Regions from separate parts of the Mus musculus genome. Here region 1 is linked to region 2. The links are chromatin contacts, called in public Hi-C maps. All regions are on one chromosome and are shown on one strand. The core of a region is the stretch at or near the end of the contact, and the rest is flanking DNA. Distances in the headings are between cores, read along the strand shown. Region 1 overlaps Gm33436 (a long non-coding RNA gene). Region 2 overlaps Pla2r1 (phospholipase A2 receptor 1).

Region 1 (5,163 bases), core at 2,056-4,555, 200 kb after region 2:
AGAGTGGAAAAGTCATAGCTCTTAAGGATCTTAAGTAGTTTATAATCTTCCAAAGAGCAGCACACTTGTAGACAGACATTATACCTGAATTACAGGTCAGCTCAAACTGGGCAAGGGGGAGATGAAGAGGAAGTGGGTATAGGAGAAAGGGAGGCTGTGGAGGGATTCTAGCAGTCTGGTCAGAGCTCTCTCTCATGTGGTCCTGTAGTGGGCCAGTGGGTGGGAGGGAGTCCCTGAGAGATTGGAGAAAGGATGCTCCTGTGGAGGGCATTATTTGGTGGCAGGCTGTGGAAGTTCTCAGACAAGAGCTGCTTTGAAATCATGGAAACTGCAGGGTTGCCGTGCTGGGGCTTCTGAGTGGAAATTGAAATGGTTCTAGGACTATCAAGAATGGTCTTACAAAACTCTAGGAGGTGATCTGTAAATCATACTCCTTATAGGTTTGCATCATATTTATTAAGGCTGTCTTAGAGCAACTGAAAACTGAGTCTCCAGGAAGAAACTGACTCTTCTTTTCCATTCACCCAGGGTGTGTTCTATGGATTCAGTCCCTTTTGCCTGAACTCTGGCAGCACACACAGGTCTTGGTGATTAAGCAGAGCTCTTTCTTCTCTTTGTGGCACTACCCACCCATCTCAGAGGAAGAGGAAAGGACTGGTCATGTTCTTTCTCAGAAAGGAGTCCTGGTGACAGCTGGTCTCAGCCCGGTGGAGCCTGTCCGAACTCGCTTCCGGGAGAGGCTAACAAACCCTTCCCTTCCCTTAAGCCCTTCCAATAGCCTTGTTTCTTTGCTGCTTTCTTTGTGTTTCTTTTTAAAAGAACAAGATAACATAGCTTAAAAACCTATTTTTGAAAGGTGGCAAGACTCTCTGCAAAGAGAGTCCCCTTATTAGGCACCCTGCCTATGCTAAGTGTTTGTGTTCAGCAAGGAACCCAAACCAGGCCTTTCCTGAAGCTTCCAGGCTGAAGGGAAACCCCACGCCTTCAGGAAAGGAAGTGAGGTCATGTTGAAGAGATGTTCTCACACCAGAAAGGGGAATTCTGAAGAAAGTCACCTGCAGATAAGGTGGATAAGACAGCTTTTTCCTCTCAAGGGTGTGTTTCTCCTGGTACTCTGGTCTTGCTTCCTCATCGTTCAGCATCACAGAGCCTTCGTACTCAGGACACCTGGCTCTTCTGTTGCCCTGCCTTAAGGCACTGCCTGAGACCAGGGACTGCCTGTTCAGTCATTACACCTAGCACTTAGCACACCGCCCTGCACATAGATCAGGGGATGAGTGACTTGCAGGGTTTATCCACACATAGCAGGGCTCTCTTACAGATAATGGGTGAATTTAGATACACAAGACACACAGAGGCCTGTGGGGTAGTGGTGGTGGTTGTTTTGTTGTTGTTTGTCCGGTGTTTTGGGTTTGTTTGTTTTGTTTTGTTTTAAAGTATTGGCTCATCCAATTCTTGAGGCTGGCCAATCCAAACTCCTTAGGGGCCTAGAAAGCTTGGAATACCAGGGCTAGTGCTATGGATTTGAGTCTGGATTTCTTTTTTTGCTTTAAAGGCCTGAGCTGATTGAAGGAATGTGAGCCAGCCAGGCTATCAAGAGCAATCTTTAAAACTAGCTGATAGCAGATGTCAGTAACAGCTACACAGTACCTCTCAGGAATATCTGGATCAGGGTTTAAAGAAATAACTGGGTGTTCTGGCCCAGCCGAGTGAACACATTAAGCTAAGAATCATGCCCTGTGTCACAAAAAACACTACCAACAAACAGCCCAGTCCTGAGCAGATACCACACCAAAGTGCTAAGGAACAGAATAACAGGGCTCACACCATGCCACTTCCAGCATCCTGCGGGCCATCAGAACACCACCAGCACCTTCCTCCACCTCTCTCAACACCCACCCCTCACACACAGAGACTTCTCTAATCGGAGAAACAGTCCAGTAGACAGAGCATGTTACAAACTTCTATTTTGGATGAGATGAGTAACTTAAGAACACATCTGAGGTCGGCCAGGTTAACCTTCAACCTTAGTTGCCTGCAGAAAGAGTTTAAAATACTTTCAATAACTGGGCTGTGAAATGACCCAAGTGTCTTTTTGACTACATATGTCAAAACACCCCAGGCAATTTGGGTCGTTGGGGAAAACCGTGCAAGACAGCTACTCGCCTCATTGTCAGAGGGTTCCAAATGCCAATCAAATACCCTGGTCAGTCTAGATCTAGCTTTGAGGTCCTTTGGATAAATTCCTCCAAGAAACTGATGGAGAAGACAGATAAGTGTTTTGGCTCTGGGTTGTCTGCTGCCTTGGTGGTGATAAATATGCTCCGGCTGGGCTTGGGCTGAGTTAGGCGCAGTCTATTTCTAGAGTGGTAACATTGTATCCTGGTTGTTTCCCCAGCAGGTGCACGTGGACAGAAAGCATCTGTTCCCTTGAACAGCACTGGTGGCTTTTCTGAGGTTACTGTCCTTCCGTGCTCTTCCCAACATTATGTGTGCTCTAATAAAAGACTGGCCTCCTGGCCACAGTGCTCACCCAACAGTCGTATTACTGCATTTGTACACCTCTTGTTCTCTAGTTCAAATCATACAGGCAGATGCCAGTGTCCCTGCATTTCTACACCACATGGTCAGAGCCATAAACAAGACTCCAAAGCTGGGCCTGGAGTCTGATGCTGCATCTGCTGCTGGGTTTGGGGACCCAGAGAAGCTGAGGAGGGCTAACAGAAAAGCAGTGTGGCTGTGTGTCTGCCCTGTCTGTCAGTGTCTGAGTAGTGGGAAAACTGCTTCAAACCTGTCTAGAAAGACACCCCTGTATTTCAGGAGGCTGGGATCCAAAGGCTCACAGAAAAAAAAAATACTATTTGTACCTTACCTGCTTCCACATTGCTTCCTGTTGATGTTGTGGGCATTTATTACCTTGCAACTGAAAAGGACCCTAGCTTTTAGTATCAATATATCACTGTGAATTTAAGTTATAAACTAGAAACACAATGTATTTATTATCAGTGTTACACTGCAAGAGAACTCACTGGCCCTAACATGGGAGTATCTCTTGACCCACTACACATACTCTTTAAGAGAGTAGGTGACTCAGAGCTTTCAACTATTGTGGTAGCTAGTGTTTGAAAGATCTACCTGTGGGGGGGGGGCACCCCCCCCCCCCCCAGAGCACTATTAACCTCTTGATAACTCTGTGTTAGAAAATCTAGCATATGACCACACTTCTGCCCGATTGGGGCTGGGGTGGGTGTTAGATGGTAGTGGCCATCTGAGTGTACAGTTGCCAACGAGATGATGTAGCCAGGGGCTGACACAGTACTTAATTACCATGGGGGAGCTGCAGCTGGCTGGAGCAGCCGTGAGTTGGCATCTGCTTTTGCAGCGCACGATTTTCTGCAAATAATTAACCAGCAGAACTCTTGATTCTCTCTAATTAATGAAGAGGAAGCCTGGAATCTTCAAAGTCCACAAATGTCATGCTGCCATTGTGCCAGGATTGATCTTCTTTGTTCTAGACCGAAAAGCATGCCTCTGCTGCCTCGCCTAATTTTTTTTATAAATTGAATTTTCCTATTACTCGTTGTGACAGCCAGGGAACATGACTTCAGAAATTCACCCGCAGTTCATGCCAGTATTAGAAGCCTGAATAATAATAATTTTTTAAAAGAACCATAATGGAACGGGCTTTCTGTCTCTGACCCAGAATTAATCACAGGGAAGAGACACTGAAAGGAGCTCATTAATTAGTGCTAATGCATCTTGCTAGGTGAAGGCTGAGTTCTTGGGAGTCTGCAGGGGAACGAGGGGACTCATCTTCTCTGGCCATCTCTATGCTGAGATCCACGGGGATGCGATAAAGGGACTTTGCTCCTGGGAGACAGAGATGTGTGACAAGGGGACACAGCAGAGTTAAGCGGGAACTGACCAAGACTAACAATCCTGAGTTACTTCCAGGAAGGAAGCAGAAGTGGCTGTTATCAATGCAAGTGATCTTGTGGTCTCATCTGAACTACAATGAAATTCACCACAAATGCCAAAGTGGAGCCCTGTTAAACCCTAGGTCGGGTTGTGTCACTGTGTGTTCCTAGAGCCCTGGAGAAGAATGCAGACTTTATACATCAGTCTCCGAGGGCCTACCCGTCTGGCCACTGTTCTCTCAAAACCCTCATTTTTCTGTCTTTGTCCATTAACCCTTTGCGTTTCCTGTGCATCAGGGCCTCTGCACTGGCTAAGTGAAATATTCCCCAGCCACGGGCATTCTCTACCTTTTACCCGTTGCTTAGAAGTCACTTTAATGAGCATATGCCCTGTAAAGGAGAGTCCTCTCCCCATTCCTGTCCTGCTGTGTGTTCCTCTCTCGTTCTGTAGCTCACCCTGTATTCCCCTTATTTATCGTGTCTATTGTTCAGCCTCAGCCTCCTCCCTTTAGACTGCAAACTCCCAAGCCAAGATTCACATCTGTTTTGTTTGCTGCTGTATTCCCAGAACCTAAGACACAATTGCCAGTTCAGTAAGTATTCACAGAGTGGAGGAGTTGGCTGGCACACTTCAGAGTATCTGAGGTCTGTGTGAAGCCTGTGCGTGTTAACCCCGCGTGCACGCACAAGCACCTTGTGAAGGCTGCCCAAACGATGAATGGAGCATTTTTGTTTCCTTTGGCTACCAAATGCATTAAAGCACACCATGTGCTCTGCATTAAATGGTACTTGGAGTGGTTTGCCTTTCCCAGTGGCTTCTGGTAGGAAGGGTAAGACTAATGAGGCTATTCTAGAGTAAGGTTCCTCAGCAATGTCGCTAAGGGTGCATACTCTTCTTCCTCAGTCCTCAGAGTGAAGGGCTTTAGGGAGTGATGCTCAGGGATGTGACAGGAAGAGTGGGGGAGGGATAGAGAGACAGAGAGGGGGAGGGGGAGAGAGGGAGGGGAGGAGGAGGGGGAGAGAGGGGGAGAGGGAGGGGAGGGGGTAGGGGAGAGAGAGAAGATGCATTCAAAGGCATTTAGGAGGATCATGTACCAGTGTCCCGGCCAGGCTCCTGCAGAGTGCTTTGGGTAGAGATGCAGGAAGGGCAGCATTGCCTGCTACCTCCATGCCAAGCCCCCATAGATTCCCTTCCTATATCCTTTCTATTGAAGAATGCCAGGCAAGCCCTGGCGTATGCCTATAC
Region 2 (5,147 bases), core at 605-3,104:
CCCTGCTCCTCCAGGCAGCTGAAACAACCTCCAGGGTTCCACAGTGATGCTCAACAAATGGCCCAGGAGTTATCTCTGAAAATCAATACACACAGAAATGCTTGCAGCACAGAAGGTAGCCCTTCTCTTTGCCTCTGTAGCGCCCCCTACAGGACACTCACTATAATTGTCTGTGATTTTGAAGTTCAAGTCTAGATCTGACTAGAGAACTACTTTGGTTGTATCAAAGCAGAGGAAATATTTTGCAATTTGTTGCTATTTTGAAAATGGCAGTCTATCTTTGACATCCCCCCCCTCCCATAGCCCCAGGATGTTAGCTAAATAGATTATCTTTCTGGCTTCTGCCTTCTACAAAACTCGCCTTGTAGGAAGCCAGGAAGAATAAAACAGTATTTATAAACCCCTAGGTGTGGTGGCATACACCTGCAATCCCAGCACTTGAGAGGTCAAGGCAGAAGAACTGAGAGGTCTAGGCTTGCTTGGGTAACACAGGAGAACCTGACCCAAGGAGGTAAACATTAACCTCTCTCAGAATAAAATATTTTTGTGGGACTGCAATGTCTAAGTCTGCAGCATATCCCAGCATGTTGAAGGTAGATAAGGTGCTGCGGGTACCTTGGCTCCAGTTCAGGTAGCTGAGTGGTGTTCCATCAGACCACTGCCAGCCAGCCTTCTCATCCAGCTGGTTCAAACCAATCCACACTTCCTTGACTACCTTGCTCAAGTGCTCTGAAAAGAAAATCACGGCATTTCAACAGGAAAGCGAATAGACAACACTAAAAGAAAGTCAAACTCGATGCTTCACTGCTTTCTTGAACTATTTCGTCGTGTCATAAAGCCATAGGTAATGCCAGACTATGATAGAAACAGATGCCATGACCCCTTTGCTGGGGCTTTGGTGAGACAAAGCAGGGCTCTGAAGAATTACTGACAGCAATGAGCAATGTCACGCTCTGGTCTATCCGAAGGCGCTCTGTTTGGAATGTGAGGCTCTCCCACTTCCTCCAGCTCACACACTTCCAGTTTTAGACTTTGGAGGCAGAGATGACCATGGCCACGCCCACAGAGTGAATGGAAGCAAGCGCTCACACTGGGGTGAACTGAAGACGAAGCAGAGCTGCTGAAGGAAAGCATCAGAGAGCAGGAGCCCAGTGTTCTGAGGCTCAGCACGGGGGACCCAGCCTGGGGGCCCACACACTTGAGAAGAGGATTTTTGTGGTTCTGTGGTCCCTGCTTCTAAACACGGCACAGCACGGCAGCATCTCCCCAGTTAATCCAATCCTGTGCCTTTAACAGATACTGTAGAAAACAGGACTAACATGCTAACACAGAGCAATGTGCCCAACGAAATTGTATAATTATGGTTTTTCTATTAATGTGCCTAAGTTGAAAATAAGTGGTTTTTTTCTAGTATGAATGTGTACTACTTGTACAATAAAATTTTCAGTGAAAATGGCTAATTCTGTGGTCCTCTCAGATATTGCTGTTTTGACATATCTTCTGTAAAGGAGAGCACCGCTTTCTTCTGATTCATGTGCTTCAGATAATCTCACCCACTCCCTTCCTCACCTTCTCTTCCCTTTCTCTCTCCTTGCCTCTCTTTTTATCACTGTCTCTCCATGTATCTCTCTGCCTATCTCTTTGTTTCTATCTCTTTTTGTGTTTCTCTGTGTGTGTCTATCCTTGTTCTCTTTGTCTTTGTTTCTATTGTGTTTCTCTCTCTCTCTCTCTCTCTCTCTCTCTCTCTCTCTCTCTCTGTCTGTCTTCTTTCTAAATGCAGGGACCTAGCCTAAAGTTGCAGGCAGATTATATCCAGAGAGTGCGTGTCTGGGCTTGTTTCCTTCCTATCATTTCAGCCTGTTTACTCTCCCAGGCTCCTCAGTTTGGCTGTGTGGTTATCAGGACAAGGACTCTGTGTATTCACATGTTAAGTCTGCTGCTCAACAATTAAGTTAAAGTCAGCAATTAAGTCCTCAACCATTGGACATTTCAATACACAGTGGAAGTTTGATGAGGCTGGACACTTAAAAAAAAAGGTAAAAGGTGCTCTAACACTAAATAGAACATATTATATATGAACTCCATATCCAAGTTTTTGTGACATTATATCCAGTCTCTTTTTAAGTTAACCTTCCCATGAGGCCAGGGTAGATTGGAAGATTCACTGATAGGACATGGAGAAGTGATATTGTAAATAACATAATTCACATATTAATTATTCTTAGAATTACTCTATGTACTCAAAATCATGCAATTGTGCTTACTAAAACATATAGAAGGATCATACAATGTGTAATTAGTGTTTAAAAGTACACACACAGAAACAAAAACAAAAACAAAATATCACCCAACAAAACAGTCAGACAAAATATAAACCCAACCCTTCTCCCCTAGTCTACTTACCTTTTTAACTAAGTTTACCCTTAGCACATGAATACAAACTCAGGACTAAATTCTTTTGGATGTTTCTTGTCATTTGTGACAGCCTAGATAATTCTTCATCTCACAATTTGGTGACTAGCTAGAGATATTAGACTCCTTTCACCACTAAAAATACTTTGGTTAGGACAGTTTCTGTCTTTCTGAATAGACTTCTATTTTCCCAAACAAGCCCGAAAGCCTAATTATAGAATTGAAATGTTTAAATAAAAGCCATTGACATATCTTATTTTTTTTAAATTGCTATTCAAGCTTGATGAATAGGTACAAATTCTCCCATGAGAAACCATGGCAGTTAAGATAGATAACAACTGTAATTCATAAATGGTGTGCAAGCTTTTGCACAAGACTCATTACACATTAGTAATGATTTGGGAAATTGTCATTTTATTCCAAGAAGATTCATTCAAATTAGTTTTGACGATAATTCCCCACTTGTGCAGAGCTGTGGAGGAAGGTTGAACAGGCACTGTGCATCCATTTATCTCAGTCCTTCTGGACGATGTCTCTGCCTTTGTAAAGCTGTAAGTCCGCCTCTTTCACCATCCAGTGAACCTCATTATAAGAATACAGACAAAGTAACTGGGACACAGCACATGTATGTGTGGGAATGGTTGGCAACAGCGATAAACAAATATCAAAGTAATTTTATCTGCCTACTCCAAAGGCAGATTGAGAGAGTGACATGTTACTACAAGTTACACTGCTCAGTAATAATTAAAATGAGATGCAGGCCGGAGAAGATGTCTCGGTGAGTAAGAGTGCTCATTCTGCAAGCATGAGGGCCTGAGGTTGCCTTCCCAGAACCCACATCAGAAGCTGGACATGTCTAGTAAGCTCGTGACCTCAACATTTTGGGGCAAATATAGGAAGACTCCAGGATCTCACTGGCCAGCTAACCTAGCTGAGCCTGTGAAACGCTGGTTCAGTGAAAGACTCTGTCTCAGGAGAGTAAGGCAGGGAGGAATGCAGAAAGGCACCTGCCATCTGGGTCTGCTCTCCAACAGTGTGTGCAGGGATGCATCAGCATACTCACATATATACATCACACACACACACACACACACACACACACACACACACACACACACACGTATCCCACAACACAGAACTATATATCCATCTTTACAAACAGGAATACATACAGGTAAATTAAATAAGCAGATTATAAAATTATGCACACAGCTGTTAAGTGGTCAGCCCACACCATTTGTTATGCACACCAGACAGTTTCCTAAGGCTTCCTCTGTATTATAAGATACATTGTATACCACCAACTAGTTACTATCATGATTTCCACTTCCTAAGGGGGAAGTTGAACTGTCAAGAGGCTAACTCACTTCTTGAGTAACCCTGCAAGCAGTGGTGGTGGTGGCAGGACTCGGACACAGAGAGGAGTCTCTCTCTTCTGTCTGTCCGTGTACTGGAAAGTACCTTGGACTACACAGGCTCCTTGTTTTTTTATACTGTACTGATCTCTATAGATACTACTGGTTAGGTCTTATTTGTTGTAGTTACCAATCTGACACAAGCCAGAGTCATCTGAAAAGGGGGAGATCTCAACTGAGAACATTCCTCCATTAGATTGTTGTAGGGCATTCTCTGGATTCATCATTGATGTGGGAGGGTCCAGCCCAATGTGAGTGGTGGCACCCCTGGGCAGATGGTGTTCAGTGGTATATGAAAGCAGGCTAAACAAAGCCAGGAAGCAGCACTCCTCCATGACTTGGGCTTCAGTTCCCTCTCTAAGTTCCTGCCCTGACTTCCCTCAGTGATGACTACCTGTAAGTGTACAAGGAAATAAACCCATAAACCCTCTCCTCTCCTTACTCTTAGTCACGGGGTTTACCTCAGCAGCCACTGCAGTATGTCTGCACGCATATTTACTTACTTTGGCAGAGCATGGCTAGCCCTAAATTGTAGAACTATGGCAGATATTTTTCTCCATTTGCTTTCCTTTTTGTATGGCTGAACTTCAAAGGCTAAAATTACTACAGATGAATTTGAGAAAAAAAAAATTGTGCCCGAAACTCAATCAAATCAGTTGAATTTGATAGTTCTTAATGTTTCTATTATTAATTATTATTAAAGAATTATTAATTTGTGTGTGGAGGTGCCTGTGCGCAGTGGTGCGTGTGTGGGGGCACGGACAGCTCTTAGGACTTGCTTCTTTCTTGCTGCATCCTGGGATTGAGGATTGAACTGAGGTCATCTGACCTGCGCACAAGCACCTCTCTCTCTCTACCCACTGATCTACCTGGTCAGGTGGAAGAAACACACTTTCCAGCTCATTTTCACAGTTCTGTTTGAGGCAGAAAACAAAGATAGGAAAAATGGTGGACGCGTGGAAGGAAAGCATGGAAAAAAAGTCTTTCATCCTGGGCCTGGTTTATCCATCTTGTGGACAGAGACAGGGAACCTCAGGCACCATTGACCACTGAGAGGGCCAAAGTTGTTTACGGAGACAATATAATTTTTCCCTCAAGCTACCTTGTCAAAGATAAACAAGTTGTGTATGATTTAGCCTAAAGTTATATAGAGCTTTGAGCTCCCCACACTTCCGTCCCCTCCTAAACCCAAACAGTACCTTTTACAAATCACCTTATAACTTTGTGCAGAAGAAAATTATTTAAACCAAAACAAATACCAATTTCATTTTGTAAAAAAATTAATTATTTGTTTTTCGTACTACTGTGTTGTCTGCAGGT

The links. A called contact is a pair of places that touch in the nucleus more often than the background predicts.
Region 1: a Hi-C map of the N1E-115 cell line shows a contact between it and region 2, with 1.8 times the contacts expected there. The contact joins two enhancer-like sites. A contact is called at or near these places in 1 of 39 promoter capture datasets (the 3T3-L1 cell line) and 1 of 484 Hi-C or Micro-C datasets (the N1E-115 cell line).

The regions. Positions count from the first base shown.
Region 1 is chr2:60,710,651-60,715,813 of GRCm38.p6, forward strand. All of the region lies in intron 2 of Gm33436 (a long non-coding RNA gene), which reads left to right. It also overlaps a transcript of Itgb6 not described here. Among named protein-coding and RNA genes, the nearest start is that of Gm33436, 21 kb to the left of the region's middle. Within about 2 kb of position 3,306, at least 45 of the 459 cell types and tissues checked have an H3K27ac peak or open chromatin away from gene starts, as enhancers often do. A contact at or near this core is called in the N1E-115 cell line, where this site is marked.
Region 2 is chr2:60,514,972-60,520,118 of GRCm38.p6, forward strand. It overlaps Pla2r1 (phospholipase A2 receptor 1), which reads right to left. Exons shown (of 30, transcript NM_008867.2): 5 at 616-729; 6 at 1-75. Among named protein-coding and RNA genes, the nearest start is that of Gm13583, 33 kb to the right of the region's middle. Within about 2 kb of position 1,855, at least 12 of the 459 cell types and tissues checked have an H3K27ac peak or open chromatin away from gene starts, as enhancers often do. A contact at or near this core is called in the N1E-115 cell line, where this site is marked.